Linked DNA regions of Mus musculus: all the other regions are linked to region 1. The links are chromatin contacts, called in public Hi-C, HiChIP or PLAC-seq and promoter capture Hi-C maps. All regions are on one chromosome and are shown on one strand. Each heading gives the region's core, a stretch centred on a gene start, on an enhancer-like site or on the middle of the called end of the contact. The rest is flanking DNA. Distances are from core to core; before and after follow the strand shown. Region 1 holds the start of Camta1 (calmodulin binding transcription activator 1). Region 2 holds the start of Tprgl (transformation related protein 63 regulated like). Region 3 holds the start of Wrap73 (WD repeat containing, antisense to Trp73). Region 4 holds the start of Lrrc47 (leucine rich repeat containing 47). Region 5 holds the start of Cep104 (centrosomal protein 104).

Evidence for each region. Promoter capture Hi-C pulls out the DNA fragments that hold promoters and counts their contacts. Hi-C and Micro-C count contacts between places; a contact is called where the count stands out from the background. HiChIP or PLAC-seq counts read pairs in DNA pulled down with a chosen protein or histone mark. Capture Hi-C pulls out chosen DNA fragments and counts their contacts.
Region 2: a contact with region 1 is called in an H3K27ac HiChIP or PLAC-seq map of thymic regulatory T cells, with 13 times the contacts expected there. The contact joins the promoter of Tprgl here to the promoter of Camta1 in region 1. A contact is called at or near these places in 3 of 39 promoter capture datasets (the C10 cell line, liver and pre-B cells), 1 of 484 Hi-C or Micro-C datasets (CD4 T cells), 2 of 115 datasets of contacts at active chromatin or transcription factors (large pre-B cells and thymic regulatory T cells) and 1 of 9 other capture datasets (adipose tissue).
Region 3: a promoter capture Hi-C map of pre-B cells shows a contact between it and region 1, with 7 times the contacts expected there. The contact joins the promoter of Wrap73 here to the promoter of Camta1 in region 1. A contact is called at or near these places in 5 of 39 promoter capture datasets (the C10 cell line, the HPC-7 cell line, liver and 2 more), 5 of 484 Hi-C or Micro-C datasets (B cells, CD4 T cells, CD8 T cells and 1 more), 1 of 115 datasets of contacts at active chromatin or transcription factors (large pre-B cells) and 1 of 9 other capture datasets (adipose tissue).
Region 4: a promoter capture Hi-C map of adipose tissue shows a contact between it and region 1, with 4 times the contacts expected there. The contact joins the promoter of Lrrc47 here to the promoter of Camta1 in region 1. A contact is called at or near these places in 1 of 484 Hi-C or Micro-C datasets (B cells) and 2 of 9 other capture datasets (adipose tissue and liver).
Region 5: a Hi-C map of B cells shows a contact between it and region 1, with 10 read pairs. The contact joins the promoter of Cep104 here to the promoter of Camta1 in region 1. A contact is called at or near these places in 6 of 39 promoter capture datasets (the C10 cell line, liver, neutrophils and 1 more), 4 of 484 Hi-C or Micro-C datasets (B cells, CD8 T cells, pre-B cells and 1 more), 4 of 115 datasets of contacts at active chromatin or transcription factors (large pre-B cells, pro-B cells, regulatory T cell precursor and 1 more) and 2 of 9 other capture datasets (adipose tissue and liver).

What each region holds. Positions count from the first base shown.
Region 1 is chr4:151,858,559-151,864,629 of GRCm38.p6, forward strand. Camta1 (calmodulin binding transcription activator 1) reads right to left here and starts at 3,210. Exons shown (of 24, transcript NM_001081557.3): 1 at 3,067-3,210. The coding sequence starts at 3,111. All of the region lies in intron 2 of Gm42357 (a long non-coding RNA gene), which reads left to right. 9230110K08Rik (a long non-coding RNA gene) reads left to right here and starts at 3,186. Exons shown (of 2, transcript XR_390981.3): 1 at 3,186-4,299; 2 at 4,606-4,753.
Region 2 is chr4:154,158,243-154,164,313 of GRCm38.p6, forward strand. It overlaps Tprgl (transformation related protein 63 regulated like), which reads right to left and starts at 2,442. Exons shown (of 4, transcript NM_026388.2): 1 at 2,113-2,442; 2 at 1,843-2,019; 3 at 1,027-1,180; 4 at 1-323. The coding sequence starts at 2,387. The coding sequence ends at 129.
Region 3 is chr4:154,139,354-154,145,424 of GRCm38.p6, forward strand. It overlaps Wrap73 (WD repeat containing, antisense to Trp73), which reads left to right and starts at 3,019. Exons shown (of 12, transcript NM_021499.2): 1 at 3,019-3,160; 2 at 5,890-6,042. The coding sequence starts at 3,092. Trp73 (transformation related protein 73) reads right to left here and starts at 522. Exons shown (of 14, transcript NM_011642.4): 1 at 470-522.
Region 4 is chr4:154,008,157-154,014,227 of GRCm38.p6, forward strand. It overlaps Lrrc47 (leucine rich repeat containing 47), which reads left to right and starts at 3,647. Exons shown (of 7, transcript NM_201226.1): 1 at 3,647-4,280. The coding sequence starts at 3,660. It overlaps Gm31566 (a long non-coding RNA gene), which reads right to left and starts at 3,105. Exons shown (of 8, transcript XR_391010.4): 1 at 2,239-3,105. It also overlaps a transcript of Cep104 not described here.
Region 5 is chr4:153,971,786-153,977,856 of GRCm38.p6, forward strand. It overlaps Cep104 (centrosomal protein 104), which reads left to right and starts at 3,776. Exons shown (of 22, transcript NM_177673.2): 1 at 3,776-3,812. Dffb (DNA fragmentation factor, beta subunit) reads right to left here and starts at 3,296. Exons shown (of 7, transcript NM_007859.4): 1 at 3,082-3,296; 2 at 2,784-2,910; 3 at 995-1,183. The coding sequence starts at 3,204.

The DNA.
Region 1 (6,071 bases), core at 1,960-4,459:
CGAAAAGATAGGGGGTGGGGCAAAGTAATTAAGAGAAGCGGGGTAACCTGACTAACTGCAAGAGAAGACCTCCACCGATTCCCACCCTTCCCGGATGCAGTCACATAGTCAGCGCAAGCAGATCCACTTGAGATCCTCACTTTAGCACAAGCGGTGCAGCTCTGGTGGTACCTTCAGTACCCCTCCTTGCACAGTCCATGTGTGGGGTACTCTGATGGACAGGGACAACACCCAAGGAAGTCAACGGCCTGGAGAAAGGTGCAGAAGAGCCATCACCAGAAACGAGAAGACTCTCAGGCCTACAGGAACATACACAGCAGGTAATCAACTCTTCATTTTTCCAAGGCTCACTAGCACCCTAGAAACAATCAACTCCTTTAGGCTGACAACAGACACAAGATTTAAAACAGCCTAAAAATGGGAGACACACAGGAAAATCAGAGCAAGAGCTTTCCTTTCTGGCAGCGAGTACCATGCTGAAAAGCAAAGCCAGAGCCACCTGAGACACCTCCTTACTTGGGAAAGCAAGGTGGAGGGCTCCCTTGTTAGGAAAAGAACTTCAAGAGAACAGAAACAAGAACACACAACACACAGCTGGAAGGTGAGGCTCTACACGAAGTCTGTCAAAAAGTAAGATGACACTGCTGAGCGAGAGCACGAGACAGGGAGGTGAGCACCTGAGCAGAGGCAGGGCTGTGGGCCCCAGAGAAAGAACCTGGAAACCCTGCCACCTTCCCGGGAAGCAGCGGCAAGCACTTTTCCGAAGGCACCTTCTTCTAATTTCTTAGCGTCTCTCACTTCACTGGCTGAAATACAACAGGGATGTACTTGAAGCCGTCAGTTAGCTCCCAGTTCTATCAGGGAGAGGCAGCCGCTTCTCCATTTCCTATCATTTCCCCAAAACACAGGAAATCGCTTTCTCCTACACTGCAGGGGGAAAAAAAAATCAAGATAAGAACTTTCACTCCCCACAGAATCAAGCTGAGAATACTGTCCCTAGATTCCAAATGGAAAAGTCTGGGCATTCATCAGCAAGCACTCCACACATGGGAGAAGTGCCTTTCTGCTTATTCAGTACAATACAAATGACAAATGAAGGAGTAGTGTGACATTGCTTTTATCAACGACACCTTGGCTTCTTCTAATCCTGAAGCCACCAATAACATACATGGGTAGGTATGTACAGATACACACATTCTGGCAAATTAACACTCCACCCACTCTGACCATAGAGCTGCCACCTGACCCTTCTAACTTCTTCTGGGTATGTATAGAATGCTATTGCACATATGCACAAAGTGGTCTGTGTGTGTCAACAACTGTGTCGAGCACCCAATTTCCGTGATGTCAAAGAGAACCAGAACAGCAAAAAGTAGAGAAATTGCCCCTTTGCTTGAAAGGTGCAAGATCCAAAGAAATGTTTTGATCCCACTAGAGACATACCAGGGCCAAAGGAAGATTCTGGTACAACAAGGAGCACACAAGCTACCTCTTCTCAAATGGCATGTGGGCGACAAGGGTGTCTACACTCCCTATTCTGGATAGAAAGGCATATGGCTTCTCCTTACCCAGCCAACATGAATACAATTTGAGAAAATTAGAGAAAGTCAAGGTAACAGGCTCACTAAATATGGCTGACTGGGAAACAGGAGCCATAAGGAGGGTCTGAGTTCTCTCAGAAAAAAAAAAAAAAAAGAAGAATTGGGAAGTTTATTTCCAAGAAAGATTCAAAGACTTCTTGAGAGTGGGATGCATAAAGTCTGGTTCTTTCTGCTCAGAAGACAGGAATCAGAACACCAAATTCAAGGGCACTGGACCCTTTTCCCAGTGGGATAGTGTTAACTGGTGAAGGGTGCCCCCTAAGATCCAAGAGTGAACGGGAAGCAATAGATCCTTCTTTTCCTGCAAGAAACAAGTACTGAGGTCCCTTACACTCAAGTGGTAGGCACATCGGAAGTCCTGCCTGCCCTACATCTTACTGGGGCGCCCACCCTGGCCCAGACAGGGAACTCCAAGGAGAGAGGCAGACAGCTAGGGAGAGGAGCATTGGAGCGTCCGGTTTTCCCAACAAGAAAGAGGGCAACTCGAAGGGTGTTCAGGAAATGAGCTCACCCTAACCCAGGAAAGTGTACGGAAAGAGTACAGATCTGGAAGAAGTGTCTGCCTGCCTATTTAGAAATGACTTCAGAGCTGCACAGGGCCCCACAAGCCACTGGGTGAGCTAAGAAGGAAGAACATGGGTAGCCCCGAGTCCCCTTGTCCTGGCCAAAAAAAAAAAAAAAGATTAACCCAGCGTGCAGAGGCTCCGCGGCCCCACGAGAGTCCCCTCAAAAAGGGGACAGGCTGACACGGAACCCTCAGTGCTCGGAGAGGATCGGGGTCACGGAAGGTAAAGGGCATGGCAGTGTGGAGACCCCACCCTCCCGGTAGTGAGGGTGCAAGGGCAAGTGTGGAAGAGCATGCTGTGAGGGGCGGGGAGGCCGCGCGAGGACCCCGGCCCTGCTGGGGGAGGGGTCGCCCGGGGCCTCGGCCGAGGGGCGCTCGGCACGAGGGGGGCCCCCTGGCGGGGACCCGCGCGGGGACACCCCCCACGCCGGCGCTAGGAGGCGCCGCGCGGCCCGAGGGGGGCTGTGGAGGGGAACGTCCGGCCCTGACGCCGCTACGGCCGCCGGCACCGGTGCCCGCGAGCCCCCGCGGCCCGGGAAACTTTCCGCCCCGCGGCCCCCTGACACCCCGACCGACACGGCGGGGATGCCCCGGGCCGGGTGCGGGAGGCGTCGCGGCTTCTCCTCCTCCTCGCTGGGCCCGGCCCCCGCCCCGCGCGCCCCCCGCCCCGGCCTGCCGCCCCCGGGGCTGGGTGCGGGGCGCCCCGCTCGGCCGGCCCGCGAGTCACCTCAGGACTCGGCCGCGCTCCGCCCCCCCCACCCCGCCGGCGCCCTCCCCGCGCCCGCCGCGCCCCCGCGCTCGCGCCCCGCGCCGCCGATGCCCGGGATGTCCGGCGCGGCCCCGGGCTCGCCGTGTCGCCGCCACCCTGACAGCCCCGGGCCCTCACGCTCCGGCTCTCACCTTCCGGCTTGTTTTCGGCAGCCATTTCCCCTCCGCGCGCCACATCCTCCTCCTCCTCGCGACCGGGACCCCGAGCGCGCGCCTCGTACCGCCGCCGCCGCCGGCCCAGCCACCCCGCCGCCGCCGCGCACCCGCCCTGGCCCCGCCCCGCGGCCCACGCACAGCGCCCACTGGTTGGTGCGTCTGCCAGTCACGGCTCCCGCGACCAATCGGACCGCACCAGGGGTCTCACTACTCTCCGGGAGGAGCGTCCTATCCACCCTGTCCATTGGCTGATCACCACCGCACCGACTAAAGTGATTGGCCTGGAATCAACGCCCCCTCCCCACCCACTCCCGGGAAAACCCGCCCTCCAGACCTAAACAAAGCTTCCTAGTGGACAGAGGTCGAAAGGATGGCCCAATCAGGATGAGGCTGACACGGAATATTTCCTCGAGGCCGAGACGTGGTGTTTTGATTGGACGTCACTACAGTGTTTCCCAAGCCGTCCAGACCAATCAAAGGGGGTTCCCGGAACTCGGGAACGGCTGTGGGAAGCCCCGCCCCCCAGCGTGACCGTCATGAGGAAGGCGCTCGCTCATTGGTGTGCTGGGGCTTTTCCCGCGTGCTCCGGGAGCTGAAGGACGTTCCCGGGGAAGCCGCTGCTGGCGCGTGGGGGTCCCGGTGTCTTCGGAGGACACGCTGGGATCTCCGGGATCCCGCAGCCTGCGGCGCTGGCGGGGGGCGGCCCTGCCGGAGGGATACGTAAGGCACCGAGGCGTGCCGGTTCACAGCGTTCCCGAACCGTTTAGCCGAGAGTCGGGGCGTCGCTGCCCGACACGGGGGAGGGGCGCACCTCCCGGCAGACCACGCCCCTCGGCCAAATCCCGCCCCTTCCTGGCCTCAGCCCCGCCCCCTCGGCCGGCGCAGCGTCCCCGCGGCCACCCTACGCTCCCGCCTGCCTTGCGCTCCTCTGTCCCCTTTTCTAGCGGCTTAAAATACTGAAACTTTATTTTGGTCACGTTGCCCATGTGACCGGCGGAGCCGATGAGTCATAGGTGCCTGTCCCAGGCTGCAGCCGCGGATCTAGGGCTCGGAACGCTCGACCTCGGCTAGCCTAGCCAATCCCTCCCGGGCTCCCGGCGCTTCGGTCGGGTTCCAGCCGCAGCTCCGCGCAGCTCTCCTGCCTGTAGGTCCACACCGGAGAGATTCGCACGCCCTGCAGACACAAGCCCGGGCCAGAAGAGCTGCAAAGTACTGCGCCTTCTCGAGAGAAATCAGGGGCTCTGAACGTGGCCAGAAAATAGAGGAAAGGATGGAAGGAGAGAGGGAGGGGAAGGGCAGAGTGCAGGAATTCCGCACATAGAAAAATAAAAGGGAAGGAGAAGAGGGAGGGCAAACACCATGCAGGGATTCTGCAGGTGCACTGAAGGGAAGCGGGAGGGAAGGAAGGAGAATGCACTTTAATGAAAAGCAGCTGAGCTCCAGATCCTCTCTGTAAACTTGCACTGTTTGATTCCTCAACATTTTTTTCTCTCTCTCTCCGTTTGCTACTAGCAGAAACACTGAAAAGTCGATCGAGTGTTTTGGCGTTAGGATTGATCGTCAAAGCCAGTCTGTGCCAATCCTAACAACGTGTGGTCTTCTTATGATGGTCACCGTTGAGAATTGCTTAGGTTGTTCCAAAAATAAAGATGTCCCAAAAGAATGTTTTGTATTGTATACTCATTCTTCAACAAACTTTAATTTTATGAGCCTCAAAAAAAAAGGCGAAATTTTTAACAACCAGGGTACAGTATTTTATCGATTAGCATTCTTAATAGCACTAGTGTAGACGATTTGGGAGCGGAAACCTGCCTCTGGAAACGCTGGTGGCGTTGTAAGTTAGAATAACTCTTTCAAAAAGCAATTTCACAGTATGTATTAAAAGCCGTAAAAATATCTACATCTTTTGACCTAGTAATCTTACTTCTGAGAATCTGTTCTAAGGAAATAACTCCAAATTGGGTGTGGGGTTGCTCAGTGTGTGACGGTGTTCTTCACTAATCACTGTGTTTGTTACAACAAAGAAATGAACGCTGAAGGCTGGGGAGGTGGCTCCACAGTGAGAGGCTCAATCGGCTTTCCCAGGGGACCCCAGCCCCGTTCCCAGCACCCACACTGGACAGCTCAGAACTGCCAGGGGCTCCGGCTCTAAACCACCCGTGCTCATCCCTCATATATACCACATATACCTGTACATCCCTCATTCATACACATAGTTAAAAAAATAATAACGTATTTTTTTAAGTGGACACGTCCCAAAGTGCTAATGTTGGCTGTTTAACAGATAAATTGTCAGAAGTGGACAATCACTTATTGCTGGAGGCCCGGGAGATATTCAAGTTTTTGGTGTTCATTTACAAATATAACAGAATGACGGTACAGAATACTGCATTTGAGAGCTAAGGATGTGGCTCAGTCTGGAGAGTGTTGTGACTAGCATGGGCGAAGTTTTACATCCCATCCCCCACCCACCCACCGTATGAACCAAGCATGGTGGCACAGGCTGCTAACGCCAACACTCCGGAGCCGGAGGCAGAAGGGTCAGAGACAGTCAAGATCTCCTCCAGTTACAAAGCAAATTTATCTCAAAGGAGAGCAACACACAGACAGAGTGAGCATGCGTGCTTCATTTTATAAAAGACTGGCGCAATGTGTTTAAGAAATGGCATCTAGGAGGTTGAGACTATTACCTAACTGTCTCTATTTTTCTATAATATAGCCACAATACAGTTACATTGCATTTATAATTAAAGTTAAAATCCTGAGCTAGAGAGATGGCTCAGCAGTTTAAGAACACTGACTGCTCTTCCAAATGTCCTGAGCTCAAATCCCAGCACCCACATTGTGTTTCCTGTCAACAACCCCAGTTCGGGAGGATACAGCACCTTCTTCTGGCCTCAAAGGACATTAGGCACAAGGTATACATACACATATGCAAGCAAACCACTCAATAAGTTTAAGCCAATAGCAAGCCTGCACAC
Region 2 (6,071 bases), core at 1,192-3,691, 2.3 Mb after region 1:
ATCCAACTAAATATACATAATCCACTTGACTATTCTAATCGGATACATGCCCTCCTTCCCTCCAGCCAGTGGGTGGCATGAGGTGGCACAGGGAGTCCCCACCACCTTGGTTTCCGGGACGCAGCTGTCTAGAAGCCTATCTTGCCCCTGGTCATGGAGTAGCCCAGCTTGGCTTCATTGTTGATGAAGGACATGAGCCCCACGTAGGTCTCGATGAGGAGGGGGCGCTCCAGCACCAGCACGGTATTCGCCTGCCCTGGCAGTGGGCTCTCCTTCTGGGCCTTCTTGACAGCTTGGATCAGGAGAGCCTTGAAGCTTTCCAACTTTGAAGAGAATAAACATGGAGCCTTAACCTCATGCCAAGACAGCAGTACTGGGAAACGAGGATTCTGAGTTCAAATCCTCCCAAATACCACATAGTGATGACATCACCAATGACAGGTTGGGCCCTATGAGCTGTGTCATCAGGTGGTTCATCATGTACAAACATCATGAAGGGACCTGCCTTAAGTCCAACCTAGAGAGTACCAGTCTATCTCTAAAGATGCAGTCAGGAGATTCGGCAGCCTGAGACAAGGTACTGCCAGTGCCAACAGGTGGAAAATCTTTTTTACAGACGCACATGCTCTGGAGTGCACCTCACTAAGCAGGTGATGCTGTAATTGCACACGCTGCCTGCACTGGTGTGCTGTGCACTGACTGACAGGTAGCATCACAGATGGAGGAATTCATGAGGACTATGATGTCACCAAGTGACAGGGCTTTCTCAGCCCTACTCTAACTGTGCAGAATGCTCAGCGCTCCCTCAGCACCTCTCCTGGGAACTTCCAGAGTACCTGTGTCACCAGCAGCACCTGCCAAGCCCCGCCAGTACTGTGGGCTTTTCCCATGCTCGCTCACCCACCCAGTCCAGACTGAGCATCCTGCAATGGGATGGTGACTCTGTTCTTAAACAGCACCACCTAGCTTCCTACTGTGGAACTGCACCTCCAGGGTTCACACTGACAGTGGCCTTGGCCTGCTTACATGGCACAGAGACGCTGTCTTCTCGTCCATGCCAGCCATTGGGTGTTCTATGAAGGTGGCATAGGGCATGTTTGTAGACCAGGGGTTCCATCTGTTGATGAAGGAAGGGCGGCTCTGCTTGTCCCACTGAATGCGAACCCCAAAGCCTTCTCTCCTGATGGGGGAGGGGGAGAAAGCCTTGCTTACCACAGGAATACAACATTGCATTCAGTATCAGGGATGGCTGGGGAACCTGTGACCTAGTGTAACAATGGCCTCCACTAACAGCTTCACACACTTCCAAAGCGTAACAAGTTAATGAGCCTCCTTTGCAGCCTATGAAACCGGCACACAGTCCAACCTGGCCTAATTATGGCCGTGTTTGTTCTTAATGTTACTGAATGATGCTTAAGTTAGTAGCCATTAGCTTCCTGGAGTCCCTAGTCAAATAATTCTTTTATAGCAAGCCAACCAGTCTCTGAAGGCTGTTAGGTGTTTTGCGATGTATCGAATTTTTAGTAATACTGAGCACATGCCCTGTGTCTCCCTCCTGCTGGAGTTAAAACTCCCAGACTCCCTACATAGCTTATGACAGTGGGCTCTGATTCCATGTATCTTAACGGTATTTAAATGAATGGTTTTTAGTGGGGACAGAGTGGCCGACTGTGCCAGCATCCCTTTCAAGGAGGTACTGAGCAACCCGGAAATCACCAGCCTCTACTTAAAGGTCCTTTCCACTGGTTCTTCAAGATGAGACCTTTACCTCACAAGAGAGTGGGTCAATACCACTTACAGGATCCGCTGGGGCCCTGCCGTGTAGTGCGCTGGTGCACCTACTTGTTGAGCGACTTCGGAGGAAACTGGAATTCTCCACAGGAGATGGTGTCTACCGCGCTGAGCGCCACCCTGACCACCTGCTGGCACTGAAGGCTGATGAAGTCATATTTGCAGATGAGCAGCGACTGGTCGGTGACCAGCACCAGCCGCTCCTTCTCGTTGTTCCAGTGGTCCACCCTGGAGAGGAGAGGGGCCGCCCATCACCAAGAGCCCCGCCTGCCCCCGCCCGCCCCCGCCCAGTGTCCCCGCAGTCCCCTCGCGCCGGCTTACTCGGTCAGCAGCCACACCCCCTGGATCTCGCCGTCCTCCACGGGCCGTACCACGGCGCGGATCTCCTCGACCGCCTGCTCGATGGTGCCGGGCCGGAACACGAAGTACTCCTTGACGCGGGCGCGGCGTGTAGGGTCGTGGACGTTCAGCGGCCACAACGTCTGGCGCAGCGGTGTGCCCGCCCCAGGCCGGCCCGCACCCGCGTCCTCGCCGGCCGCCAGCACCGCCGTGGGGCTCGTGCCCGCCGAGTCCACCGTGTCCCGCAGCTGCAGCATCGCGCCGCCACCGGCAGCCTCCACCGACGGCCGCCGCCCCGGCGTCCGCCCGGCCGCGCCCCGCCCTCCCTCGTTCGCCTTGTGATTGGTTGAGTCCTGCAGAGCCCGCCTTCCGGACCCGCCTCCAGCTCCGTCGACTGCGTCTCGCGATTGGCTTTCCCCTAAGCTGTCTTCTGCAATTGGGTCTAAAGTGCTGCCGTTCATGATTACGGCGGCCCCTCCTGGGCCGGAAGCTGCCGCCACGCGCGGAGCCACTTCCTGTTTACAGGAAGGGCGAGTTAAAAAAAAAAAAAATGCCGGTCGGGGGTTCCTGGCTGAGAACGGGGAAAGGGACGCCATGGACTCGCGCGGAAGGGGGCACTTGGGGGCTCGTGCGTAGGGCGTTGCCCCGACAGTGTGTCCTCGCTTGGCTCCGTGCCCTTCACCTTCGGGCTTACGGTGCACTTCGGGCGGAGGTGTGCGGCGCACTTAGGAGGTGTGCATGCCTGGGGAGTGTGAAAGTGTGGGCATGGGTGTGTGCGCGTCTGAGGATTGTGAAAGCGTGGGAATGGGTGTGTGCGCGTCTGAGGATTGTGGACACTGTGTCGGGGCACCTCAGATAGAGGCTTCTCAGGAGTGTGCTGCACTCCTTGGGCGTGGTCACCTTGGGAGTGTGGGTTTATAGGGTGTGTGCACACTGGAGATAGGAGTGTGTGCAGGTCAGAGGTGGCTGTCAGAGGGTTCTTTATATTGGGCATGATACGCACAAGTAAGCTACCATGTCACCGAAGAGTGCTGCTGGGGCGGGGGGTGGGGGGAGTTGGAAGGAAACGCCGTAGGATGCTCTTGGGCCCTGCAGCTTCTCCCTGGGACAGAAGCCATGCGAGATGTCCCTGAGTTCCTGCTCCCACGGGGGTGCCAGCAGTGTGCCTGGGTTGATGGAGCTAATGGACCGCTATGATAGTGTGGCCCAAAAGTCTTTTCTAACAGTCACCAAGACATAGGTTAGACTCATCAGTGAATGACAGCCCAAGATACAGCTCAGGCCTGTAGTCTGTCTCCTGACCGTTGTGAGGGCTCCTTAGCCTGCTGGACCTTTTACAGTGTGGCTTCGTCAGAGAATCCAGTCCAATGAGGTCTCCGGGACACTGGTGGGAGCAGCCACGATGACGTGAATTCCCACAGAGGTTCCTGAGACCGCTGTGGATGTGAAGAGTGTGCTGAAAGCTGACAGAGAAAGGGGAGATGAATAGATAAGTGCATATAAGGCAATAAGCCAGGGATGGAGAGGTGGCTCAGCAGTTAAGAACACTGGCTGCGCCGGGCGTGGTGGCGCACGCCTTTAATCCCAGCACTCGGGAGGCAGAGGCAGGCAGATTTCTGAGTTCCAGGCCAGCCTGGTCTACATAGTGAGTTCCAGGACAGCCAGGGCTACACAGAGAAACCCTGTCTCGAAAAAAACCAAAAAAAAAAAAAAAAAAAATCAAGGAGGCTTCTACCTTTAGGGCTGGTAAGATGGCTCAGTTGGTAAGAGCACCCGACTGCTCTTCCGAAGGTCCAAAGTTCAAATCCCAGCAACCACATGGTGGCTCACAACCACCCGTAATGAGATCTGATGCCCTCTTCTGGTGCATCTGAAGACAGCTACAGTGTACTTACATATAATAAATAAATAAATAAATCTTTAAAAAAAAAAACAAAAAACACTGGCTGCTCTTCCAAAGGACTGGGGTTCAATCCCCAGCACCCACATGGCAGCTCACGACTCTTAACTCCAGGATCCAATACCCTTACACAGACTTATATGCAGACAAAACACCAATGCACATAAGAATAATGTTTAATAACACAAATAAGCAAATGTCAAGTTTGTGGCATGCATGAATCCTAGGTGTGAGAGAGAAACATCATCTATTTCTGGCTCAGCCTTTCTTATACAACACAGGACTACCTTGCCCTAAGGTGGCACCACATGAAATGGGCAGAGCCCCCCCCCCCATATTACTCACCAATTAAGAAAATGTTACAGCCGGGCGTGGTGGCACACGCCTATAATCCCAGCACTCAGGAGGCAGAGGCAGGTGGATTTCTGATACTGGCACTTAGAGCCTCTCATTCAAAGGATCACGGCTAAGCAGGTGCTCTGTATCTGTCCGGAGCAGAGGGGACGAGCAGCAGGTGTCCGCTCTGAAACCTGGCTTCTACAGAAGTGTAAATCCTTTACTACCGTGAGGAGTCTCCAGTATCCACACTGTGAATAAACACCATTATATCTTACGTGAGGCTGCCAGGACAGACCACAGACTGGCTTGCTGGAAGTAACCGAAGCATGTAGTGAGGTTGCTGAGACCAGACGGCCAGAACCACAGTGTGTGTGCATGTGCGCTTGCATGTGCATGTATGTGTGTCCTTCTGATACCTGAGGGCACATGTCTTCCTTTGCCTTTCCAGCCTCCCGTGTTGTCAGCCATGCTGGATGTCCCTCAGCCTGTGGCTGCCTCTCCCCGTTGGCTGACTTTCCATAGTCATCGTCGCTTTCTCATTTGTAAGGATTCCTGACGTTGGCACAGGCCTGCCCTAACGGCCCCCTTTTGACCTGATCATGTTCACAGACTATTTTCCAAAGATGGTGAGAGTCATGGAGACTGGTTGGGACTTGCGTGTATCATTAACAGGTACATAATTCAACTGGTGTGTGTGTGGGGGGGGGGAGGGTGTTTCGGGCAGGTGCAAGCGATGAAGCATTTAGATGACCTCCACGTGTGCACACAGGTCACGGCGGGGGCAAGGAGCAAGACATGATGACTGTGACTAGGGAGTAAGGTATTGGGGGCCCAGAGCTTGGGTTGGTCCTGAGGTCCACTAGCCGTTGCCAGGGATTTTCAAGAGGCTGTTCCCAAAGTGGTCAGCAGATGGCGCAACTACCCACACATGGCCTCCCTGGGAGATCACAGTTTGGCAGGTATGGGATGTTTTCAAGTCCTAGATGAAGCTGTTATCTTTCTGTAGAAGACTCAGAAGCTCAGCTATAACAAGCAGATTCTTGCCTTAATTTCCTGATGCTGTGACTTAGCATTTTGGGAACTCAGCGGGCCCTCCTTTTTGAAGTGCTGAGAATGGATCCCAGGCCTCCCACATGCTCTGCCACTTGAGATGCTTCCTCTAAGACTGAGCCCCACCTTTGATACCTGTGAGAATCCTGAGCACGCTGGGGTGGGTTCTCAGAGCTGCATGGGGCTCCTCCAGAGCTGGTACCACACACACACACACACACACACACGGAGGATTGTTGTGTGTGTGGTCCTTCCAGAGCCAGCTGCACTTTGGGTCGTGCACAGGGTGTGCACCGCTGGAAGTTTGCCTCAGGAGGCAATCCTCGCACTGCCCCAAGCTCTGCGATTGTTGTGCTTCCCATGTTAACCTCGGTCACTGAGTCAAAGAATCCACAACAGATGCAGAGGTAACTTTGAAAGAGAACCGGGTTCCCAGACTGGAGAGGTGGCTCAGCAGGCAAAGGTCTTTGCTGCCACCCTGATGACCAGAGTTCAATTCCTGGGTCCCACACAGTGGAAGGAGAGAAGAAACTCATGTAGATTGTCCTTTGACCTCCACACACTCTGAGACATACGTATATACACACATGAGTTAAATGCACACACAGACGGGACTAGAGAAAGAGCACAGCTCCTACCACCCAGCCCCATC
Region 3 (6,071 bases), core at 1,769-4,268, 2.3 Mb after region 1:
GCACCACAGTAAACTCATCACAGAACAGCAGTAACCCACCAGGACCCCACACCTTGGGACCAGCATAGAGGTTGGGCTCTAGTTGGCTTTCCTCTCTCTTAGTCTGCTTCCATAGCGGGACCTGAAAGGCCTTCTGCCTTACAGAGGTGGGGATTTGCATTCCTTGTGAGGTAGGATACCCACGCACCTCCCAACTTCCCCTATTACCAGACCCGAGCCCCAGAATCTCCGGGTATGGCGACTCCTTGCCACCTGTAGTGGACAGTGTGGGCAGGAGGCAGGTCCATGGGTTGCCGAGGTGCCAACTGCTTCTACTCCTAGCCTCACTCCGGCCGGCCCCTCCTGCCACTGACGCGGAGTCCCTGGGGCCGTTCACTCGGCTAGCACCCGGGCAGCCGCACACCCGAACTCCAGCCTCGGAGCCTCGTGCGAAATACCTGGCCCTAGCTCGGGTCCCAGAGCTGCCTACCTGCTCCGGGCCGGGCGTCGGCGTCGGCGAGGGCTGGGCTGCAGCGTTGCCTCCTCGCCTGGATGCGGGACGGCGGGTTATAAGGGTGCGGAGCAGGGAGGCGGCGGCGAGGGGACTGCCGCAGGCTTAGCGCCTTTCTTGGCGGACCGGCGGGAAGGCAGCGCGGGCACTCAGCCGTGGCGGGAGGAGGGCCGGCCACCCGGGCCCCTGGCTCCCACGCGCGCCCCGCCTCCCCAGCTGGCTCTGCCCGAGTCGGGGTCTGGGCCCCGCTCCTCCCGCCTCCTTCCCGCCGCCGCTTGGCGCGCGTCGCCCAGCTAGCCCCAGCGGGGTCTCCTCCTCCGCGGGGCCCGCAAGCTGGTAGCCGGAGTCTTGGTCGAAGCGGGACCGGACCGCGACCTTTGGCGGGGCTCAGGGCGCCAGGAAGGGTGCGCAGGCGCCGAGGGGGTGGACACAGGGCGCCCGACGCCCTGTACTCCCTCTGACTCTCTCCTCCGCCTTCTCCCCAGATGCCCATCTACCCCGATCCCCCTCGCTGCCCTTACTGTCCTAAGCCTGCAACCCAGGGGCTCAGGAGTGCCCTCAGCGGGGTGGCTGCGCCTCTTCCAGGGCTCGCCCCGGCCTGAGAAAACCGAGAGGACCGACTGAAACTGAACATTGAAAGCCCCGGAGGAGAACCGTTGTCGTTCGGCCAGCACCAGCGGGGTTCCGTCTCTGAGAACGGCTCGAAGCCCCCCTCGATTTGCCTGGCAGAGACCACAGCCCGCCTGGAAAGAGGGTCGAGCGCAGACCCTCTGGGTTGGACTCTTCAAAGTCCAGCCAGAAGTTGCGCCTCCTGATACCTACACACCCCGGGGGCCACGGCCTGCAGTCCGGGTTTCCTAGCCCAGGGTATCAGAGTCTTTCCTTGGATTGGTGTGCTAGGCGATGCCCAACGGATGCCCACAAACTGTGCACATAGAGCGGCTCGGAGTTAGTCAGGGGACTCTTCTCTGGCTCAAGAAGTCTTCTTCACCACCCGCCATCTCCCCTCTGGGCAAGTGAGCGGTCTCCGGTGCCCTCATCTACCACGCAGACCCGTAGTCTGGCGCACAGAAGGAGTTGGGTCCTTGTGGGACCCCTTAGTGGCACTGCAGAGTGGTCCTTGCCCAAGGTGTTCCCACATGCCCTGGAAGTCGCTTTAGTGCAGCTAGTGGCGTTGCAAGGGAGGTGGGTTGGAGCAGACCGAATCTCTCTCGAACTCGAAAGCCTGACCTGGTGTTAGGCCAATAGCTACGAGGAGTAATTATTTGCGAGCTGCAGATTAGAGACAAAGATGAATACCAAGCAAGAGTTTGGGACTGGTTGGGAACAGAAAATGCCAGGACGCTGGCCGCGCACTCTGCAGATCCTCTCCGAATGGTGCAAGCACCGCCATTCATTCATTCATTCATTCATTCATTCATTCATTCGTGGAAATTAGATGCAGCGGTGCGGAAGAGACTGGGAGCTATGAGCTGGACCGAGCAATACTAGATTCCGGTCTTTCAGAATTCGGAACTTAGCTCCAAAGGCAGTGGCTGAGCCTTAAGTGATCCTCTGAAGCTTTGGGTGCAGACAGGAACATCCAACCTCCCGAATGACACCGGAATGGGGAGCCTTGTGGGGCACAGGACGCGGGGTGCTGCGCGAGGGAGGGAGCAGAGCGCTTTGGGGAGCGATCCTGGTCTGAAGTCCAGTTGGTGCTGTATTCTACGTGCCCACCGAGGCTGCCGTCCCGGGTACCGAGCCACACCTCTGAATCAAGTCCACACTCTAACTAGAACCTCCAAAAAGGTGAGGCGACCCACGAGATCCACATGCCTTCGAATTCGTTCCGCCACAGACCTGAGAAGCACTTGAACGTCACGAGGTCACGCTGCAGGTGGTCGCTCTCAGGAAAACCTCAAAGCAAACCTATATTTATACTTATACGTGGAAAATACTTTGCTTTGTTCTGTTTGAGAAAGGGTCTCACGCAGCCCTGCATAGCCTCCAACTCTATAGGTAGCGAAGGATGCCCTGAACATCTGCGTCTCTGGTTTCAGGTGTAGGATTTTTTTTTTTTTTTTAATGCAAACCATCGTGCGGGGTTTATGCGATGCTGCGGACCAAAACCTGGGTTTCATATATGCTAAGCAATCATTTTGCCAATAGAACCGCACTCTCAGCTCCTGTAACAAAAAATTTGTTATCTACTAAAGAGGTGTATCGAAATACGACTATATACTTACACATAAATACGCATTTACATGTAAATAAATGTATGTTCACAAGTACAGAGGTCTAGTTACAACCTGAATTTCAGATAAGGGAGTCTTTTAGTCTAAGTATGCCCCGGGTAACTTTTGGGAACATATTTATTTTGTGATTTATCTGAAGTCAGAATTCAGCCTTCCGTTTCGGGATTTGCAGGGAGATCCGCTATAGCGCAAAGGCGCTCAGCCCCTTTAAGACTCAAACTCGGACTTCCCGCCCCACAATGCCGCGCGGCCGCTTGAGGCTCCCATTGGCTGCTGCTCGCTTCCGCCCCTGTACTTCCGGCCGCTGCCTGGGGCGGTTGCGGGAGGTACTTCGGAGCCGGGCTGGCCCGGGCTGGCCGTGGCCATGAACTTCTCGGAGTCATTCAAGCTCTCGGGCCTGCTCTGCAGGTTCTCCCCGGACGGCAAGTACCTGGTGAGCTGCGGCGCGCTGGGCGGAACCTAAGTGTGGGCGCGCGACTTGTGCACGGGGCCGGGGCGGGCCGAAGGGGGGCGGGAAGGGGGCCCGAGCCGGGCGGCCGCGGGGACTCAGGCTGGACTTAGGGGGCGGGGTGGGAGGTGGGAGAGGGAGGCAGGCAGAGGGGTTTCAGCCCAGATGAGGGAGAACCAGATGATTAGAGAGAACGAACCTGAAGCCGAAGAGGGATCCAGGCCAGCCAGGCTGGGGGATCCTGGCAGGTGACCAGGGTGGAGAAAGAGGACGTGGAGCAGAGTGGGGATGGAGTTGGGGTTGCTATTCTGGCAGGTGGTCAGGGTTAGGAAGGAGGTCTTGGAGCAGGTGGCCAGGGCTGGGTGGGTGCCAGGCTCCCGGCTCCAGTTTCCCTTCATCAAAGTTGGATAAGATGACTCTGCTTTCACACATTTGAGGGCACAGGGGATGGCAGCTCATTGCTATTTTGTATGTTTTCTGTGAGCGAGCTGGTTAAACGGGGCCCTCCTTTGTGAAACTCGTCATAAGCAAATGGTTTAAATAACTAGCTTTCATTGCCAGGGTTGGATGTTAGCTGTCTATTCTTTGGGTGGCAGAATAGTGTTCAGATGGGTGTTTCAAGGTACGCCAACATGACCATTGTGCATTTGTAGAAGGCTGACGTTAGGAAGCCATCAGGGAAAACTCAAGTCTTATTTTAAAAAACTGTGGTTCCGTGCCAGTCGGGTAGCTTGGCTAGTAACGGTACCTGCCACCAAACCTGATGACCTGAGTCCCAGCTCTAGGACCCACTTAATGGAAGGAGAGAACTGTCTCCTGCATGTTGTCCTCTGGCCTCCACATAAGCCGTAACTAGTGCCTGACCCTTCTCACATACAAATGCAATCCTAATTTTTAACAAGTTTTCTTTGATTAATCTATCATTCTCTTTTTAACTGACTGATACCATTGATTGATTGATTGACTGATTGACAGGGTTTCTCTGTAGCTCTGACCAGGTTGGCCTTGAACTCAAAGATCTGCCCCTTGTCTCCTGAGTGCTGGGATTAACGGAGCATGCCACCATGCCTGGCTGTCTTGATTCTCAGTTCACACCCCTGCTGTGTTTGTCCAGGCTTTTGAGACATCCTTTACCCTCCTTATACACATCATCCTAACAATGTAGGAAGTGTCAGGGTAGGACCTGCTTAGCAGGGAAAGGTACTGCCATGCAAGCCCGAGGACTTGAGCTCCGGCTCGGGAACCCACGTAAAGGTGGGAGGAGACCATCAGCCTCGCACACATTGATACATTTTACCTTTTTCCAAGTGCCTCCAGAGACTAAGGTTGCTTTACGGTTCTGAAAGTCTCAGTGAACAGCAAAGAAGTTGCATTTGGGTTAGCTGATATTTGTGCTTGCCGCTCATCAAAATATCGTGGAGCTCTTAATAATTGTTTCTTTCAAGTTTTGTCCTAAATCCTGAGCAGAGCGAGTCCATGTTTCCAGTGTTGGTGTCTTAAGTGATTCCTAAGGAATCCATTGTAACAGGTTACTGCTCACCAAACTCTAATGTGAGAACACAAGCCCTTTGATAGGTCCTCCTTCTGATCTGCACTTGCCCTCTTGCTCTCTTTCCACAGAAGACAAATGTGGCTTCATTAAAAAAAAAAGAGTCTGTGTGTGTGTGTGTGTGTGTGTGAGTGAGAGAGAGAGAGAGACAGAGACAGAGACAGAGAGACAGAGATAGAAACAGAGAGATGCTACAACACACGTGTAGAGGGCAGAGGACAACCCCCAGTGTTATTCCTTACCTTCCACCTTGTTTGAGACAAGGTCTCTTGCTCTTCACTGCATAAAGCAGGCTAGCTGGCCCACATGTACCTGCCTCAGCCTCCCCTCTGCCTCCCCTCTGCCTCCTCATAGAAACTAGGATTTTAAACAGTTTTTAGGATTAACACAGTTTTATGTGGCTTCTGTGCATCCAAACCTGTTTCTGAGGCAAGTGCAAGTTTTTGGCTTTTAGACAATGGCATAATATGCAAAGCTGGCCTCAGACTCAGAAAGTAGTTGAGCACCTCCCTAGTACAGTGATTACAAGTGTGCACCATCACTCCCAAGTAGTAAAAAAATACACACACACACACACACACACACACACACACAGGCTTTTTGAGACAGTTTCTCTGTGTAGCCCCAGCTGTCCTGGAACTCACTCAGTAGAGGGAGGCTGGCCTCAAACTCAGGGATCTGCCCACCTCTGACTTCTGAGTGCTGGGATTAAAGGAGTGCACCACCCCCATCTTTAAATTTACTTGTACAGATGGCTCAGCGGGTAAGAGCACTGACTGCTCACCCAAAGGTCCTGAGTTCAAATCCCCGCAACCACTTGGTGGCTCACAACCACCCGTAATGAGATCTGATGCCCTCTTCTGGTGCATCTGAAGACAGCTACAGTGTACTTACTATATAATAATAAATAAATCTTTAAAAAAATTTACTTGTACAAATTTGTGGGTTAGAGTATGATAATTTGGTTAATATATACTGTGTGGAACTTTTAAACTTTTGAATGCTCCACCTTTTATCTTTTTCTAACTCATTTTGCAATGAGACCCATAAGTTTTGGTCCACATGAAGCTAAGTGTGTCGAACAGGAGGGGAGGAGCTGGCCATTGAGGCAAGGCTCCCTGCTGTAGAAGAGATGCTATCCCGTGCTGTCTGCCTCACTTTTTAGGCTTCCTGTGTCCAGTACCGATTAGTGATCCGGGATGTGACGACCCTTCAGATCCTTCAGTTGTACACATGCCTGGACCAGATCCAGCACATAGAGTGGTCTGCAGACTCCCTCTTCATCCTGTGTGCCATGTACAGGCGGGGGCTTGTGCAGGTTTGTACCACCATGTATTAGTAGAGTGT
Region 4 (6,071 bases), core at 2,397-4,896, 2.2 Mb after region 1:
CCCTTCATTTTTAGCCTGACCTGGTGGCTCACACCTGTACTCCGAGCACTTGGGAGGCTGAAGTTAGAAGCTCACCAGAGGTTCAAAGGAAGCCTGGGCTACAGAGTGAGACTCTGGCTCAAAATTAAAACAGTACAAAAAAGAATCCTTCGTTTTTAGCTCTCGTGTTTTGCCTATTACAGAATCATGAGTTTCTGCAGAGGTGACTGGCAGTACTGGCAGCCACCAAGCTCCACCTCACTGCTTGATTCAGGGAAGGAGCTGCGCACCCCCAGCCACTCACAATATCTAAGTGGAACACTCCTCAGAGCTTCACGTATGCTACAGTGTGGATATTTAATATTTATTTATATTATTTTCATAAAAGATTCTATTTAATTTAAAAGAATTGTGTCATATCTAATACTAGAATACAGATGTAAATACCTTTAATGAAAATTTGCAACTTTTTAATGTTTTAACATAGTTTTCTATTTGTCTTTATTTCAGGTATAGAATAATATATTTTTATTGTTGCTGTTTGAGGGTTTATGTGCTAATTTGCCTTGAGTACACTAATACAGTAAAGAGCGTTCAGTGTCATGTCACTTTTATTACCCATCTTTAGCCTGGCTTTGCTACGTTGTGGGCTTGTCCTCTTTTCGCCCTTTATCCCCCCAGTCTCGTTTCCTTCACTAGATAGGAGAGAGTGGATAGAAGGATGTGTGTGTTTGAGAGAGAGAGAGAGAGAGGAGAGAGAGAGAGAGAGCCCTGAGTCTAATCTCTTTCTTGTTTCTTCTTTGAGCATGACTCCTAACAAACTGCAGCCAGCCCCCTTGAATGACCAGCAACCACTCACCCCATTTTCTCCAGGCCCCTAGCATTTATACACCCTCTGAAAAGTCCCCAGAATTCCAAATGTCACACAATCGCAGAAACTATCTGCAGCTGGCAAAACCACACCTCTGCTAGATCACGAGGCAAATGATAGTCAGCTGCTGCAGACAATCTGAAGCAGCCCCATGTCCCCACACCTGGGACTGGAACAAAACCATATTCTTAATACTATTTCTCTATGTGTGTGTGTGTGTGTTTTTTTTTAAGAAACCAAAATTTCAGAGTTGCCACCACAGTTTCTACATACACTTTTTTTTTATTATATTCTTTATATGTGTGCTTTGCACCACATGTGTGCCTGGTGCCCCTGGAGGTCAGAAGAGGGCATCAGATCCTCTGGGACTGGAGTTATAGGTGGTTAGGAGGTACCATGTAAGCACTGGGAGTTGAACCCAGGTCCACCGCAAGAGCAACAAGCGCTCTTCTTAACCACTAAGCCGTCTCTCCAGCCCTGCAGATCTAACTATGCAGCCCTGGCTGTCGTGGAGCTCATGGTGTAAACCACACTGGCCCTGAACTCAGAGATCCACCCACCTCTGCCGCCCAGTGCTGGAATTAAAGGCAAGCACCCCTATGCGCAACTCACAGTTGTAATTAAAAAGCAATTATAGGGCTGGAGATGGGGCTCAACTGGCAGCTTGCCTTCCCGGTGTGCACAAAACCCTAGGATTGATGATCTCCCAGCATGTTAGGGATCTCAGGGTCCAAGGCATCATTTGGCGATAAGTGAATTACAGGCTAGCTTGGGCTACATGCAGCCCTACCTGGAAAGGGGGTGGTCATTGGTAAGAGTAGTTCTGCCCTTGCTTTTGCTGAGGAGAGAGAAAGGCTTGGGAGAGCAGGTCTCTAAAATAGTGTTTAAAATGAGCTTATTATCCATGAGCAGAACGGAGAATTCACTCAGTAAGATAACTGAATCCTGGGTTTCTCCAGCTGCTGGGCAAGGGCCGCATTTCACAGTTCTGCCAGAATAAGTTGTTTACTGCCAAGAAGCTGAAAGATGCTTAGGTATGTACAGAACACCGAATTCATCCCGGAGAATGAATTCACACAACACCTTGTGTCTTCTCAAGCTACAAGTACTGGAAGAGCTCTGACCAAAGATCACATAGAGGGCTCTGACCAAAAAGGGGTGGGGGGAGACTTTCAAGGTAAAGTCAACAAAGACGTCGTGTCTTCCAGAGACCTCTTACACTCAGTTCACTTCAGGAACAGTTAGTAAAAGAGCAAACACCACACCTTCAGCCCAGTCTAAAACCCAAGATGGGGAGAGTATAATTGCTTCTGAATATACAACAGCACTTCCCAATGCTGCCTTGGCAAGTTAGTTCCCACTGGCTTCCCACACCACAAAGGCTTCACCTTACAGTCCTGTTGCGCCGAGGTCTGGTACAGGTCTTCGTAGGCTAAGACACGCATGAGGTCCATTCCTTCCTGGCGGAGAATCCATTTGCTTGTCTTTTCCAAATCTCTGTGGCTGTCTCTGTAGCAACTCCAGTCTGAAGCTGTCACTGTTCATCTTTCTGCTCCCTTCTCTCCTGCTTCTCTTTTAAAGACCCGTGATGGTGTGTGGGGCCTTCCTATTTGCATGGGTTATGCTCTACATAACTGCAGCCATCCTGAGCCATAAGCACCACAAGTGTCTCCTGCCCCCAGTCACCCTGGCTGGGTTTTCCTGCATAGTTCCTAGCAAGCCACAAATAAGATTATTAATCATAATCCAGGCTCCACAGATGTGCCTGCCTTCTATACTATCTTAATGCCAAGTGCATTCCAGTTGCAATGCAGTGAGTTTGTCCTGGCCCATTACTTCTAACCACAGGGCCTCATCCTGGAGCATTAATTAGTACCTATGGAAACGTGTTAGCTCTGTCTTCTAAGGAAGACCGAAGATAAAACAACTTCAACCTCTGCGACTACCTTACAAAACCAAAACATAAGGTGGTTGGATCACACCCTGGCCCGGGACTGCTCCAACCCCCAGTACTGGGGATTGAGCCTTAGGCTGACATGTTTCTACCAACTGGACTACCTCTTGTTGCCTGTCCCAAGGCTTATGTACCTTGAAGACAAACCTGGGGACGGGGGCGCTCTGGAGCCCTTTATCTTTTTTTCCCCCTTGTTCCAGTATACCATATTAATTAAATCTTTCTTGTTGCCTGTTTTATTATTTTTTAAATATGGTCTCAGTCGCCCAGGTTGACCTCAAACTTGCTATAAAGTCAAGCTCCTTTGTTTGTGTTTTGTTTTGTTTTGTTTTTCGAGACAGGGCTTCTCAGTATAGCCCTGGCTGTCCTGGAACTCACTCTGTAGACCAGGCTGGCCTCAGAAATCCACTTGCCTCTGCCTCCCAAGTGCTGGGATTAAAGGCACCACTGCCCGGCTAGTGAATTCCTTCCTTAACCTTAACCCTCGACCAGCTGAGCGCTTGGGATGACAGGTGTGTGCACCACCATGCCCCATTTACACTGTGCTGGGAATCAAACAGAGCTTCATGTATGCCAAACAAGCGCTCTACTAACTAAGCTACAACCCCAGAATAATCGTGTCTTTAGTTGGTATCTGGGGGGTGGGAAAGGTGACCACCTAACCTGTGGGACTCCACGCAGCCACACTACACAGCCAGTGTGAAGCTGAGGCTAAAAACAGAGCCGCCCCACACACCCGTCCCACAAACCCCTTGCGTCCAGACTCTCTGGCGAGCGCGTGTTCTCTCTATGGTCATTTCCGGCTCCCGCCGGAAGTGTGGCGCCGCACTCCGGAAGCGGCGCACGGGCGGCGCGATGGCGGCGGCGGCGATGGCCGTGTCCGAGGCCTGGCCGGAGCTGGAGCTGGCCGAGCGCGAGCGGCGGCGCGAGCTGCTGCTGACCGGGCCCGGGCTGGAGGAGCGGGTGAAGGCGGCGGGCGGGCGGCTTCCGCCGCGGCTCTTCACGCTGCCGCTGCTGCACTACCTGGAGGTGAGCGGCTGCGGCAGCCTGCGCGCGCCGGGGCCCGGCCTCGCGCAGGGCCTCCCGCAGCTGCACAGCCTGGTGCTGCGGCGCAACGCGCTGGGGCCGGGCCTGAGCCCCGAGCTGGGGCCGCTGCCCGCGCTGCGCGTCCTCGACCTGTCCGGCAACGCGTTGGAGACGCTGCCGCCCGGCGAGGGCCTGGGCCCCGCCGAGCCCCCCGGACTACCGCAGCTGCAGAGCCTCAACCTCAGCGGCAACCGCCTGCGCGAGCTGCCCGCCGACCTGGCGCGCTGCGCCCCTCGCCTGCAGAGCCTCAATCTCACCGGCAACCGCCTGGACGCCTTTCCCCCCGAGCTCTTCCGGCCAGGAGCTCTGCCCCTGCTCAGTGAGCTGGCAGCTGCCGACAACTGCCTGCGGGAGCTCAGCCCAGACATCGCGCATCTTGCCTCGCTCAAGGTCAGTGGGACCCGAGGGGAGGGAGACGCGCGCCCTGCTGTCCCTCCTTGGAGGATGTCTTTGCCCCCGCAACCGGTCCGTCTCCTCTCAGTTCTCAGACCTGCGAGCTCAGAGGTCTCTGGACGTGTGGCAGTTTAAAAGTTGCTATCAATGTTAGACTTCTCATGTGGGAAGAAATTCAAGAGCAGAGAGCCAGGTGTGGCGCGCGTGTGTGCGTGTGCGTAACTGATTGGGTTTCCAAATGGCGGAGCGTCCAGACAAGGCACAAAATCACGCATAACAACAGCCTTCAGTGGGCGGGATCATGGCTTCCGTTTTATAGAGAGCCGAAGTGCTTACCCAAAGCCAACAGCACACCTAGAGTTTTCTTCGGGGCTGCCTTGTGTAAGAGATTGGCTTCTTTGTGGTCCCAGGCTCCCGTTGTGCCTGACGCCCACCAGGTGCTCATTGTGTGTTGAGTGAGGGGTGAGAAGGCAGAAGATGCAAAGCCACAACCTGACCTGACTCCACTCTAGGATCTCCACAGTCCAGTCCTGTCATCTGGCCATGTCAGTTCCCCTACCACACCCCCTCCATCACACCCCCTACCCTTTGTATTCTTGGTAGCGCCAGCCTGTGTGTCTTCTCATCCTTGAGTTTATGCAGCCCTTTCCTAATGATGGATTGGCAAGGAAATTTGCTCTTGAGAGATCAGAGCTCACCTTGCTAGTATTCGTGTGTGTGTGTGTGTGTGTGTGTGTGTGTGTGTGTTTAATTAAGACACCTGTCCCTCCCTCCTCGCTCTCGCTCTTGCTTTCTCGGGGTGGGGGTGTGGAGAGATAGGCCAGCGAGTCTACAAGATGATACTCCCTGAGGTACCTTGGCCCTCTATGTTACAGGTGTCCCCATGGCTTGGGTATGACACAGGCTGTACACTGTTCTGCCTTCCTATGTAGTAGATATATTGGTTTGCCAGAAGGCTGATGACTGTTCAATATGGTGCATGTCTTTGTATCAGCCATTGACGTGCTGTGGTTTCTGAGACTGAAGCCCCTTGCATGTGTCTCACTTGGCCCTCACCACCATGCTGTGATCCCTTTCCCAGCAGAGGCAGCCCTGGTTGTCACTGTACTGGCTGGGGTTTGTGTTCTCCTGGAAGTTCTGATGTAAGGTGTTGAGCGTATATACCCTGCAAGGCATACAGCCGGCCAAGCACAGCAGTCCCGTGGGCACTGGGAGGAGGCTGGCACATCCGCCCTGCTTCACCTTTTGGTGGTATTGCCTCTCCCCCCCTCCCCCCGGAGGGCCCAAAAGGCTTCACGTCTGTGCTTGCCCATCACACCTTGGACCCTGGCCCCACTCCCATGACAAGGTTGCCGCTCTAGGCACTGAGGGCTGGGTAAACATGGGCAAGCATCACCTTTCTCACCAGGACGCTTCACCCTGTGTCTCTGTGTGGCAAGACCCACCTGCCTCTCTTCGACTCACTCTTCACCTTTGCTGCTGTCCTCACAGGGCCCCAGGGAGATGCTCAACTGGCATTGGGATTGTTGCTTCCTGCTCTGACCCGCCCTTGTCAGATGGTATCCCTGGAAGATCCCCTCCCTAAGGGCTCTTTCTGAGGCTCAGCCCCACCGCTGCCCCCTTCTGCGTATTTCTCCCCCAGGTCTTCAGTAGATTGCATCTTAACAGTGGGAGCAGAAGCATGTCATTCAACCCAGTGTTTGACAAGTGTGTTTTGATCCCACTGTAGTCAAGGGAGGGCATTTTCACAGAAGTCCTTCAAGGGAGTACAGAAGCTCAGAATCCACA
Region 5 (6,071 bases), core at 2,526-5,025, 2.1 Mb after region 1:
CCACTAAGCCTGGAGCTCACTGTTTGCGCTCTCCTGGCCAACCAGGAAACCCCAGGTATCTGCCTGGCTCTGTCCCCCAATACTGAGGTTAGACAAGTACCACCACTCCTGGATTTCACATGGGGGCTCAGGATCGAAACTCGGATCATCGTTCTTAAGCAGCAAGCACTGCCGCTGAGCCATCTCCTTAGGCAGTTGTTTCTCGCCATTATTCCGTAGAGACCAGCCAACTACTACTTTCCCAGGATTACATTGCATCAGGTACCTTAAATCACCTAGGGATGATATGAAGTATATGGGAGAGATCCCAGAAGTTTGCTGGCCAGTCAGTCTAGCCTATTCAATAGGCTCTAGCCAATGAGATTCTTTTTTTTTTTTTAAGATTTATTTATTTATTATATGTAAATACACTGTAGCTGTCTTCTGACACACCAGAACAGGGCATCCGATTTCGTTACGGATGGTTGTGAGCCACCATGTGGTTGCTGGGATTTGAACTCAGGACCTCTTAACCACTGAGCCATCTCTCCAGCCCCAAGATTCTGTCTAAAGGACATGAATGGTATTCCTGAGAATGCTACTCAGTTAATCTCTCTCTCTCTCTCTCCCTCCCTCCCTCTCTCCCTCCCTCCCTTTCTCTCTCTCCTCTTTCCCTCTCCTTCTCTCTCTCCTCTCTCCCTCCTCTCCCTCCTCCTCTCTCTCTCTGTCCTTTTCCCCAACTCTCTCTCCTCTCTCTCAAATGGTAAGGTGGTAAATTCTAAGTTCCATGCATTTCCAGGCTGCCCAGGACACTGCCTCAAGCCAGGAGTCCTGGCTGGATACCTTCCCATGGACACCTTTTGTTATCCCTCACTCCAGAGGCCAGTCCACCCTTGGTTGAGAAGTATTGGGATCTGAAATAGACAGAGATCTCCCTGAGCCTCTCTGCTCCAAAGAGGCTCTTCTCTGTTTGCTCCAGACACCCTGGCCACCATGGTCATCCCAGGCCACATACCTTCAAACCAGGATGGGTCCTGCTCCCGGGTCTCTGCAGTAATATTCTGGCTCACGTGATGCAGAAGATCGGCCAGCAGCTTTTGCCTCAGTGGGGCCTGCTCATCTGACAGCAGTTGCCGTGCAGCCTGGATGACGCCGGCATGTGGCTCATTAAACACACTGAGGAAACGTGTGATGTCACTCACATCTGTCACCACCAGGAGACAAACAGAAACACATTCATGCTGTTCTGGCTCCAAGAATTCAACCCAAAGACTGCCAGACATCAGGACTCTGGGGTCACCAACCCTTTCCCTGACCTGACACCCCCCACTGCAGTGATACTACAATTCCTCTGGCCACCTTCTGTCAGGCGAGGGTTGTAGTATCCTAGAAAAGCAGCACACTTGGTCTTTTGTCCTTCTCTCCTCCATACCAAGTCACCTCCTTTGGCCATCTCCTTAGGACCCCATTTTCAGACCTCCCAAGCCCTCTCCTTGGAGTCTTTGCACAAGTGCCTATGGTGAGCTTTCCCATCAAACTAAACACCAAGTGCATTCTACAGAGGGTCTTAACCAAACAGGAGCAAACAGAATTCAGTAACACTTAAAAAGCACAGGCCACAGCCAAATGAGGTTGCAAGTCTGGTTTGTACTCAGAACTCAGTGAGATCCACTGTGTTATTAACAAGCTGAAGAAGTAAGTTCTTGTGATACCAAAGGATGCAGAAATTGCAGGAAGAAACCTCAGACAGCCAGAACTTGACAAGAGGTTCCTGGAGCAAATGCACCATGAAGTGATCATCTGGATCTATCAAGGTCAGAACTCTGGAAGCTGGTTTTGGGGGCACGAGCTTGGAATGTGAGCAGTTGGGAAGTAGAGGCAGGAGAATCACAAGTTTTAGACCAGCCTCGGCCACATGTAGCCTTGTCCTCCCCATTTCCCTTGCAAATCTGAACCTTTTGCTCTAGTACAGAGCATGGAAAGAGCAAGGCCGGTTAGCTATGTGGTTGGAGCTCAGTTTCAATAAAGACAGTGAAAAGCTACACAGCGGGAGATATTTGAAAACCACACTATCTTACATCGAAGTCATAACCAAGATATTCTGGAGGGGGGGGGGGCTAAATATTTAAACAGCTTTATAAATCCGACTAAGAAACACAAAAAACGCGAAGAATCGCTTCTCTGAAGAGTGCCTTCAAGTGGTAAATAGGAAGATAATACCCAATCCCATTAGCCACCAGGGAAATTCGGATTAAGACTACAATGATCTGTCATCACACCTACCTAGAATAGCCTGAATGAAAACCATGATACCTGAGAGCATTTCAGCACACTGGTCGAAGTACAGCCCGGAGCAACAGTGAATGGAACCAAGACCTGCCCTGCCCTGCCCTGCCCTGCCCTGCCCTGCCCTGCCCTGCCCTGCCCTGCCCTGCCCAGCCCAGCCCAGCCCAACCCAGCACAGCACAGCACAGCACAGCACACCACAGCACAGCACAGCACAGCACACCACAGCACAGCACAGCACACCACAGCACAGCACAGCACAGCACAGCACAGCACAGCACAGCACACCACAGCACAGCACAGCACACCACAGCACAGCACAGCACAGCACAGCAGCACCGACCCCAGTCTCAATCCTTCCCTTGCCCTTGGCAGTTTCAAAATTAAAATCAAAGTTCTTCAGCAAAAGCTTTTGGCATTCAGAGCCTTTAACCAGATCTTCTGGGTTCCTGCCCGGGCCCCTCGACGAGGCTTTAAACCGTGTAGGTCCCTCCCATCTCCAAAGTGTTCCTACTCACAGCCATGCCAGGTCTCGCCAGCGGTGAGCAATAGGAGCTCAGCGTCGTTGGGAAGGCCCGGGAAGCAGTCGTCCGTCACCTCCGTGCCATCTTCGTACAGGCACAGCCGGGAACCGGGCATCGGGAGCTGGAGGACAAGAAGATCAGCTTGTCCCACAACAGTCTTGGCTTCCAGACAGCCAGCTCTGCGTACTGTAGAAGCCTAGCGCCTGTCCAAGCCCACCCAAGAGGATGGAAATCGTAGGGGTGGAAGCCAAGGTGCCCGCCGCGCAGTGCTTGCCCGGAATGCAAGACCCACCTGGAAGCGGACGCAGCCCTTACGCAGCAGCTCCTGGCAGCTCCGGGCCGCCACGCCGAACTTGCAGGCGCTATGTAGGGCTCGCAACTTGACGCATTTGGGTTGGCGGAGCACCGCGCACATTGCAGGGCTGCGGTACCGTAGCGACACTGGACTTGTAACGTTCCTGCCCGGAACTGTGGTGCGTAGACGCGGCCCGGAACTCTTTTCTCTACGTAGGTAGGTGCAACCGGAAACGTCCGACTGCAGGACCTGTCCCCAGCCAGAATCCTCGAGGCCTGGATGCGCACGCAGGCGCCGGCGGGCGGACGCGCAGGCGTACCGCGCGGGCCGGCCTGGTTGCTATGGGAGCGCAGCTGCGGCCCGGGCCCTGGGCAGAGGCAGCCCGGGCTGCTCCTCTGCTGCCCTCCTCAGAGGCCCGGGGTGGGGGCGGCTGGACCGAGACCCCTCCGAAGATAGCGGAGGCCGACATCGCAGCGGCCCCGCCTGGTCGTTTCCGCGGCGCTCTGTGACCCTGCGTGGCCTCGGTCTTCGGCAGGCACCCGGGGCGGAGGCTCCCTGACACCTGGCCTTGGAGGGACTGCGCGGCCAGTGCCTGTTCCAGGCCTCCCTGCAGCGCATCTCAGCCTTCGTGTCCGGAATCGGATTCGAGCCCCGCCTTGTCCTCGTCTGCATGCGTTACTGAACAGGAGCAGTTGCCACGAGACTAAAGACTGTAGCTCTGGCTCCGGGTAGGCTACACTTCGATCCGTGTCGTTTGGGGGTTTTGTTTGTTCGCTGGGTTTGGTTTGTTGTGCTTTTTAAGCGTTAAGATTCTCTAAAGCACTCTCAGTCCTTAAAATTACTTGGCCCCAGATCATTACTTAATATTGTAACATTTACGTTTTCTTGAAAAGAAAACTGGAAACACTTTTCATATCCTTGTAACAAAATGTTTGGAAGTTGCTACATTGAGTTCGGGTTTCTGGTTGGAAAGATGACAGGGTAAGTTCATAACCAAAAATAGAAGAGTTGGGGCTTAGTTTATAAGCAATGCTAGGGTAAATGTCAATTGACACTGCTGGCTGTGGCTGCCCTAGTGGCAGCTGGAACACCAGCCGCCTGTGGTAACCAGCTAGTAACACAGCATTGCACAGATCCAGATCTGTGGTGGGCTTTGTGAGGCGGGAAGGAACAGGAGGTGGAAGGGCTCCAGTGAGTGCATCGGCTGAAAATGTACATTTTGTAGATGTCCTTATTGAGGCCCCAGTGTTTTGGCCACGCTGCCCCCACAGCCCTCCTGCAGGGATCTTCAGTACCCGTACTTTGTTTTAGTTTTATTGGGCATACACTTGTATCTGCTGTTAACATTCTGTTCTATGCACCACAGAGACGAGGTAGACAGACCTGATTTTTGTTTGTTTGTTTGTTTGCTTGCTTGTTTTTTGGTTTTTGTTTTTTTTTTTTTTTTTTTGAGACTGTCTCACTGTGTAGCCCTAGAACTACTACATATAGACCATACTGACCTCAAACTCCGAGATCCTCCAAGTTCTGGGATCAAAGGCATGCACTACCACACCTGACACGGGCTCTTGAAGACACAGGGTCTGGTCAAGGCACTGGAGAAGTTCGTTAGATTTGACTATTCTCTAGAATTCAAGTCATAACCGGGCATAGTGTCACATACCTTTAATCCTAGTACTTGGGATGCAGAGGCAGGAGAATCTCTGTGAGTTTGAGGCCAGTCTAGACTACATAACAAGTTCTAGGCCAGTCAGGCCTAAATAAGAGACTCTGTCCCAAAAATAAAAACAAACAAAAAAAAAATCCAAGACAAGAATGGAGACTGGGGAAACAAGGTGTCCGGTCATAATTAGCACTTCTACTCCTACAATGGGGCTGCCTAGGGTTTTAAAATTAAGACCTGGAGAGGGGTGATCAAAGTTGGATTTAAAGAATGTTTGTCTTGACAGGAGCATAGGTTGAACGGGCAGTTGTACCCATCTGGAATAGAGATAAGGAAGAAGGGTGGAATCCAGTAATCCTTCATACCGTGCTGCCCTCTTGTGCTAAAGGGGAGGATGGTGGTTGAGGGAGATCAGCTCGGGGTTCAGAACCTGTGTGAACTAGGAGTGTAGCCTCACAGATTAAAGGAGAAGCATGCCAAGTCACCCAGCTATGCTTATCACTGCTCTCCGCTATTTTCTGGGTCAGTCTCCTCTACTCTGCTGCCGTTACAGCCACAGGGAACTCATGTAGCATCTTTAACAGTGACTTGCCATTCTAACTCTTAATAATTTAATACATACATACCCCAAAACACCAGCAAATGCCAGACAGGCATTGATTCTTGGGATGGTCCTTTTCAAATCCAGTGGAAGAGAAAGATCTAGATTACACATCAAGTGTGTTCACATGAGCCGGATTTCCTGTGGGATAGTTTGGATGTCAGAGTCTATAGAGTATTTCAATGTTGTATCTTATTCCAAGAAACTTCCAATGGACTTCTTTGTTCCGTGTTAGGAGCAGTGGTTTTTCTTCTGATGGTTTACTTCAGCATCTTGCTTAGCAAGTGTTTGATTGGCTTGGTAACTAAGAAGTAACCAAGGGGCCATAAGCACTTTGGGCTCTCAGTATGATCACATCTGAGGACCTGTGTGTTGCTGCTCTCTGTCAGTGCTGCCGCCCAAAGTTAGCTCCACTTGGGCAGGCCCTCCACTGCTGTTGGCCTCGGCAGCTCTGGATTCCAGTGCTAGGAGCCTCTGTGGGGAGAAATCTCCTTTGCTGTGGTCTCTAGATAGTCCTGAGGTTGAGTTTCTTCTGGGCAACACATACGTATGTTCCCATTCATAAACCTCACTGTGTAGGGGTATGGGATTCATGGACTGTCCAAGCCTAGGAAAGCTTGCCCCAGCAGGCCCCAGCCAGGGTTGGAGGGAAGTACAGAGTTGCCATAGCCAAGCTCACTCTATTGTTTTTCAACATGGAGAGCAGGGGGCAGTAAAGCAGAC